Regions from separate parts of the Mus musculus genome. Here region 2 is linked to region 1. Evidence: chromatin contacts called from public HiChIP or PLAC-seq data. All regions are on one chromosome and are shown on one strand. The core of a region is the stretch at or near the end of the contact, and the rest is flanking DNA. Distances in the headings are between cores, read along the strand shown. Region 1 has its middle 33 kb from the start of Gm34466. Region 2 has its middle 30 kb from the start of Gmpr.

Region 1 (3,993 bases), core at 379-2,878:
ACACCGAGGCTGGATATCCCAAATGCCTGTGATCAGCTATTACTAGGAACTGCGGGCTTTCCCTGTGATGAAAATGTCAGCCTCAGGAAGAACTGTCTGCCACAGCCCCTGGAAATAGAGGACAGGGGATTTGGAGAAAGATTTAAGTAAAGAAAAAAAAACAACAACAACTAAAACAAGCTAGATAATGGCGTCTGGACACTTTTAGTACGGAGCTTGCAAAGAGCTGTGAATCTTCATAATATGTGATGTCTTGCATCTTTCACACTCACTTCTTCACTCCCAGGGGCCACGCCCCTTGTACAGCTCCTTCCCTGCCCCCACCATGCTCGTTCCTACACCCGCCATTAAAATTGCACACATCCTAGTAGTGTCGACAGGACCCAGATTCTAAAGTACAACAATCTTGTCTTCCCATTGCTGGTGTCATTAGCCCTCATCACTGTCAAATTTCTTCTTTTTCCACATGTGTGTGTGTGTGGGGGGGCATGTGTGCCATTTAGTGTGTACAGAGAGGTCCAAGCTTAACACAGTCTTTCTCCATTGCTCTTTACTCATTCATTAGGGCAGACCCTCTTAATTGAACCCAGACCTTGCCGATTTGGCTAGTCTAGCTAGCCTGTCTTTGTCTTTCCAACCTGTGTTGGCTCCCATGCCCACATGACATTGATGTGGCACTGAAGTCTCATCATCATTCTTACAAAGCAAGCTCTTTATCAACTGAGCAGCCATCTCCCCAATACCCCCCTTTTCCTTCCTATCTAAGCTACTCTGCCCCATTAGCACACATGTTAGCTTTTTCCTGGGTTGAAGGAAATAATATCAGCATACTCAACATAGGCACCAACAATAGAACAGAATTCCACCAAAGCTAGGGTCCTAGTTTGCTTTCTGTTGTGATAAATGTGATAACCAAAAGCAACATGGGGCAGGGTGTGGGGGATGACTCGATTTCATCAGACATCATGCAACCCATCAACAAGGGAGGCCAGGGCAGGAACCCAAGCAGGAACCTAGAGGCAGGAACTGGAGCAAGGGCCATGGAGGAATACTGCTTACCTTCATGGCTTGCTCGGTTTGTTTTACTCCACACTCTGGGACCACCTGGCCAGGATGACACTGCTCACACTGGGTTGGGCTGGCCCACATCAATTATTAATCAATCAAGAAAATGCTTCCACAGCCTGGCCTAAGGGCCACTGGCAGTGTCTTTTTCCCAGGTGATTTTAGCTTGTTTGTCAAGTTGACAGAAAGCTAAGCAGCACAGCCAACTGGTGAGCCAATTAGTTCAGGGAGTCGTTCACAGAGTATGGGTGGGAGGTTATTTATAGGAACACAGACAATTTACAGAGAGTTGCACTTCTGAAAATAAAGGTTTCTTCCACCCTAGAGACTGTTAACTATTTACACGTCCTTGGAGACTGTCCCAATGATGAGCATTAATGGGCCCAGGCTTCTGATATAATCACAGCTGCTGAGTGTTCAGAGAGAGCAAAAACCCACTCATTCCTGGATCATCACGGTGCTCCACGGTCCGTGGGATGGCAGCCATTGCCCTAAGCTGCAGCATTTCTTCCCAACCATGGGGAGGAGCACGATCTGGATCCGTCACGCCTGAGGAGTCAAACAAGCCTCCGAGAAGCAGGGCTTCCTGTCAAATGGTCTGACAGGAAGAGTTTGTCTCTTTGGAGTTCAGAGAGAAGAGTTATCCAAGTAGAGAAGGACCAAGTTCTTCATTCAATTCCATTCTAATGGTAATACTACATACTTTTAAGAGCAGAGACCATCATTAGCAGGGTTCAGTTTACTGTGTGAGGGTCTCACTAGAGTCAAATCCACGGGAAAACAGACAAGGACACATCTCCTGGTTATCCTGTTTCATTGTTCATACCATTTGCCCACTCGGCATCAGGAGACTGAAGGAAAGCAAGCTGTACGAATGATCTTTTTTTTTCCTTCTTAGCAATGCTGGTCTTATTTTCAGCAGCTTCTGGTGATGCTTCAAGAAGAACAACTTGTCCGGTGTACTGAGCTTTCTAGTACAGAGCCAAACAATTTGTTTCTGTCTTCCAAGTTCACTTTCGAGATGAGCGATACAAAGGTCACCTCCAGCTGAGCAAAGACAGATGCCAAAGTCCTGTTGGCCACTTCCCAGTCCTTTCCTGATGCCAGCCGTCAGCCAAGGGTGTCACGGTGTCTTCCACCAACTGAATCCACCAAGAAGGGACTTGGGACACAGTCCAGAGAACAAAGTGTTTGCCATTGCGTGCATCAGGACCAGAGTCCGATCACTACAGTGGATGTGGTGTGTGCAACAGTAATCCTAGCACTGTAGCGAAAAAGACACATAGATGTGTATGTGAGGCTCTCTAGTCAGCTGGCCTAGACTGATTCGAAAGCCCTGGAGCTATTGAGACACCATATCTCAAAAACAAAACAAAAAACCAAAAAACAAAAACAAGTTCTATAGAGCCTGAAGGATGACACATGAGGTTAACCTATGACTCCCCCCCCACATACTTAGGCACATGTACACACATGTACAACTCCCTTCCATTAAGCACACACACACACACACACACACACACACACACACAATCAGTAATGTACATTCAAAAGCTTTTGGGTGGTAGATATATGGATTCCAGTGGGATCAGAATGAAATGGTCACTTTTACCCAGCAGAACTCTGTATCTCAGGACCAACTTCTAGACCCAGTAAATTCAGGTGCACATTCAGAAAACACTGCAAGGGCTTCCTATCACCCAGATCATCAATTCCTTCAGAATCCAGCCCTTGACTCCTGTCCATGTTTCTGGTCCCATCCTGCACACTCCGTCATATTTTCCCTGACATCCACCCTCCAGAGGAAGCATTTAATCCTCTCTCCTGGGTTCTGCGACTTGGAACAGAGTGTTTAGCCTCTATCTATCTATCTATCTATCTATCTATCTATCTATTTATTTATTTATAAATAAAAGGAAGCCTTCTATGATTCCAGTAACCCAAAGCAACTCCCACAGTACCTGGCTTTGCTCCTTTGTAACACGTTGATGTAATTTTTTCTGTGTCGACAGGAACCCCTGTCCTTGCCCACCATCTCTCTCTCTCTCTACACTGTACCCTTAACCTAGCAAACCACAGCAACAAGAAATAGGTGTGGAATGCGTGGAGAGATGCATGAGAAACACCCTTGCTACCTCTCCTCGCCCACTCTGTAATGGCATCCCTAAGCACTCTGCAGACGGCGTGGGCCAGATTTGGGAGAACGATATCTAACTAGCACTATCTAAATTCAGTTCCAATCTTTACTATTCAGTGGAAATGGATAGGAGGAATGTTGAAATGGGAGTTCACTTGTGAAATTAGTGGTGCCTGGAATAAATAGATCCTCTTCTCTCCCATGAACACTGGGCTGCGGTTAGCATGAGCCCCACCACTTCTCATCTGAAATTCAGGAGCAAGAGAACATTAGGCAAAGTTTCATTTCATCATTATTTTTGCTATAGCAACAGCCCAGAAATCTTAAGGGAAAAACATTTCAAATAAAATAACATGAAAAGGCACCATGTATGTGTTTTTTTTTTAAAAAAAGAAATGACAAAAAAATTAATAAAGATGAAAAATGGCCCACTACACTAAGTCCTTGGAGAATGGCCCTTATCATTCATTATTACTGCTGTGCTGTTCACACACATACTTTTTAGAGCTGACTAAAATATTTAACCAGAGTCCTTCACATTCCCTCCCCCTTATATTCTGCTAAAAACAGCTCTTGTCAACTGAAAACTGGATTAAAACAAAGCATCCAACAATGAGTTGTGTGTGTCCTGAACACTGTAGTCATTTGTCATTTATAAAAATCAACACAAAATCAATACAAAAAAATTCAAGATTTTTAAAGTGCCCAAACTAGGTCATTCCATCTATGCAGAAGAAGTAGATTTTGATGTGGAAAAAGAAAAAGAAAAAAGAGATAAGTTTTTATTTATA
Region 2 (3,993 bases), core at 884-3,383, 180 kb before region 1:
GAACTCAGGCTGAACAACATAGTAAGATCTTGTTTCCAAACAAAGCAAAAACTTGCTCGTAAAATTAAAATCCCATGTTAGTTCAAAATAGAACTTTCCAGACTAAGTTTTATAAAGATGATTTTAGGAATGAAAAAAATAAATGTATTAATAAATGAATAAAAATATTTTATTATTAAAGAAAACTAAGGCCCGGGTATGTTCAAGGACTTGTATAAAGCGCCTAGTTAGTGACAGAGGCCATGCCACAGTTCACTTTTCCATCTTTTTAGGTTAGTGTTCCTTTCAAAAGTAGTGCACAGTGGTACAGCCTCCTCCTATCAGATGAAAAGTCCCGATTGGTGGCTCAGAGACCAATCGTGAGTGAAGGTGCCTTGGAACATCCATCTGACTCACAGCCTGGCTCTGGGAACAAGAGAACAGAGCACAGGGCCTGGCCAACATGTATGGGCTGTCCAGGGGAGAAACCAAGGTGTATGAGTGTTAGGGACCATGGAAAAAGTCATTTCCAATAAGGAAGCCAAGCAGAAATGAAGGATCTAAGGTAATGAAGTTCTCGAGTTCAAGCAGGGTTAGCACTATTTCGTCACATAGCTACAAGAGATTGGTGGTGTCTGCCAGCTGTAACCCAGGAAGGAGCGATCTTTAACTATCTAATCCGAAGCCATCTGACTGTTACTCTGTGAATCACAGCAGTGAGATCATGTGTTCTTGTGGAATGTATTCACACCTTCTGGTCTAAGAACAGGGAGATTATTTGACACATTTAAATAAAATGTTTCCAACTTAAAAAAAAAAAAAGGCCCAGGTTGATTATAGCTTCTGCAGGCTTTTAGGATATTAGTGAACTTGTACAGTCTTGTTACTTTTCCTAGGCACTGTTCTATGGCTGTGAAGAGACACCATTGGTGTCTACCTTGGTAGGCAGCTCCTATAAAATAAGACATTTAATTGGAGGCTGACTTATAGTTTCAGAGGTTTACTCCATCCTCAGGACAGAGAGCATGGCGGCAGGCAGGCAGGCAGGCAGGCAGGCATGGTGCTGGAGAAGTTGAGAGCTACACCTGCTCCTTAGGCAGAGAGAGAAAGTGGGGAGGAAGGAGGGGAGGAGGAGGGAAGAGACAGAGAGAGAAAGACAAAGAGACACATGCCGACAGAGACAGACAGACAGACAGCAGACTAACTGACTCACTGGGCTTGGCACAGGCTTTGGAAACTTCAAAATCTACCCCTCAGTGACACACCTCCTCCAACAAGGCCATGCCTCCTAATCCTTCTCAAGTAGTGCCACTCCCTGATGACTAAGCATTCAAACAAGTGAGCCTACAGGGACCATGCTTATTCAAATTATCGTATTTCTTATACTATAAGAACTGAAACGCTCAATGAAATCTCAACATGAAGCCCTAAGTTTGATCCCCAGTACTGTAGTAAACCAACAAATAATCAGGACAACTGCAAAGTCAGTAGAAAGAAAAAGCAGGGACTAGAGATACACACACACACATACATACACACACACATACAAACACACACACACATACACATACACACATACACACACACACACACACACACACACACACACACACACACACGGGCATAAACACCACACACAGGCACACAGAGGAAAAATCTCGTATTTCTCAAGGAACTTACAAGGAAATACATCATTCCTGATGGCTGGTTTCTTGTCACCAAATTGAAGAAGTGACTTACCAGAGGGGCTTGCTCTTGGCCACTATGTAATAAAGCTATAAATCATTAAGCAATCAGGTTCTGTCAGTGATAACTGAGAAACTGCTGCTAGAACTCACATTTTTCTGGGCAGGCTGGCAAGAATCGGCAAGGATGCTATTTATCCTTAGCATGCAACAGAAACGACTCCATTTTACACAGCCTCTCAGTATTTCTCACCTTTCCCTCATCTTGGATGCTGGAAGCGTCTTTTAATTAACTTACACCTTCATATGTCATGTCTTGTGTCAACATCAGGAGTTCTGGAAGAAACTGAAAGTGAGAGTCAAGAAAATGCTAAGCCAATGTCTCATCTCAACAATTTAGGTCTTTTGTGCTGGAAAATGATGCTGGGAGTAATGTGCCATTGCTTCCAGTAGAGGGCGCTCAGACACTGGCTTTCAAATTTACAGTTCTTCAGCTAGCTTGAGTAGGAATTGTCTTTATCCATGGCTGTGTCCTTGTAGAACTCCGATTTTCTCATGGCTCTAGTGGAATGCTCTGCCCATACCAACACACACTACACCCTTTAAGGAAAACTAGCTGCTGGTGGCAATTGGGCTGACAACAGAGTTTAATTAATTAAGGGGAGATCGAAGGAGTTACTGACCAGAGGTGGGCAAGACACTAAAGGATCAGAAAGTGACTCAGAAGAGTTGGGAAACTCTGCTATGGTCCCATAACTTATGTAGAAAGCACTCAGAAACACTGCGTGAGTTGCCCAGACAGAAGAGATGAGCTTTGGCCAACAACAGAACAAACTTTACAGCTGGCACACGCCAGGGGACCTCAGACTCTACAGACAGCAAAGACACAGGGTTCAGAACACCCATGTCATTTACTATAGTATTATCTAACATAAGACATATGTACATATATGTCTATATGTATATCATGTATTGTCAACATGTATTGTGTATATGTATTCATGTATTGACTAGCATATATACCATGTAGTGTCTATATGTATATTACATATTGTCTAGCATGTATATCATGTGTTGTCTATATGTATATATTACACACACACACATATATATCATGTATTACCTATATATCACATATTGTCTATATGTGTATCATATATTGTTGTATGTATATCACATATTGTCTAGATGTACATCATGTATTGTCTAGCATGCATATCATGTGTTGCCTAAATTATGTCATGTTTTACCTATGCATATATCATGAATTATTTATATATATATCATATATTGTCTGAGTATATATAACATATTGTCTAGTATGTATATAATGTATTTATATGTATAGAAAGTATTGTCTAGTATGTATAACATGTATGACCCTGTCCCTAGAGAGACAGAAGAACCCGGGTGACTAGATATCTGATCATGATAGAGAGGAAGAGGACACTCTTATGTTCCACTGTTGTGACAACTTTTCCCACTGTTGTCCCTGCCCTGCCCTTGCTTGGGCTTCTGAATGCCCTGAGGCCAAGCCTGAGCCGGAGGCAGAAGTTTATTTCTGCACTGGGCACTGACCCTAAGGCCTCATGAGCATCGGGCCAGTGTTCCATCCTTGGTCTCTACTTCCAGCTGGAGTTCCCGCCTCGGTTTCCTTGACTAAAACTCTGGGCTGCTCTTCCCAGAGACCACAGTTGGGGTTACCATCTACCTTCCAAACTTGTCTCAGCTTGGCACAGAGCAGGGCCACTTCCCTGTGTCCTTCTCTAAGCCTAAGAGGTCTCTTCGCATAAAATCCAGCATTCTATGTTTGAAGTAAATCCAAGGATAGTTTGTCCAACTTTCTATTAAAGAATAGAATTAAATTGAACAGATAGATGGTCATCGACTTTTAGCATGAACAGACGTAGATGGTCAGACTTGCACCTTCTTTAAGACGCTCTGAACATCCACACGCATACATTTTCATTTCCCTGTATAAATGTCCAAGATCAGCGTTACTAGGCCACATAACAGTTGCATGCTTGCTTTTGTAAGCAGTGGCTGAGATTTTCCAGAGTACAGCCATCTCCGGAGCATGCCTGCACCATCTTCCATTTTCCTCTCAGTGCATCCTGACTGATCAGATGTCTCTGCATCCTTAGCATCTCTTGTTCCTACAGAGTCTCCAGTCAGACAGGCCTTGAACTCCTCATCTTTCTGTCTCTGTCTCCCATACACTGGAAGTACGGGTATTACACGTGGTTTTGTTAAGCCCGACCTACTTTGTTTTTGGATAAGCTCCATTTTGTGCGAGACCAAGAATTCCAGAAAATCACAGAGTCCTCCA

Evidence for each region. HiChIP or PLAC-seq counts read pairs in DNA pulled down with a chosen protein or histone mark.
Region 2: a contact with region 1 is called in an SMC1A HiChIP or PLAC-seq map of large pre-B cells, with 4 times the contacts expected there. The contact joins two enhancer-like sites. A contact is called at or near these places in 1 of 15 datasets of contacts at CTCF or cohesin (large pre-B cells), 4 of 484 Hi-C or Micro-C datasets (cortical neurons, embryonic retina and nephron progenitors) and 2 of 115 datasets of contacts at active chromatin or transcription factors (embryonic stem cells and large pre-B cells).

The regions. Positions count from the first base shown.
Region 1 is chr13:45,298,971-45,302,963 of GRCm38.p6, reverse strand. No RefSeq gene overlaps it. Among named protein-coding and RNA genes, the nearest start is that of Gm34466, 33 kb to the right of the region's middle. Within about 2 kb of position 1,628, at least 7 of the 459 cell types and tissues checked have an H3K27ac peak or open chromatin away from gene starts, as enhancers often do.
Region 2 is chr13:45,475,586-45,479,578 of GRCm38.p6, reverse strand. No RefSeq gene overlaps it. Among named protein-coding and RNA genes, the nearest start is that of Gmpr, 30 kb to the left of the region's middle. Within about 2 kb of position 2,133, at least 17 of the 459 cell types and tissues checked have an H3K27ac peak or open chromatin away from gene starts, as enhancers often do.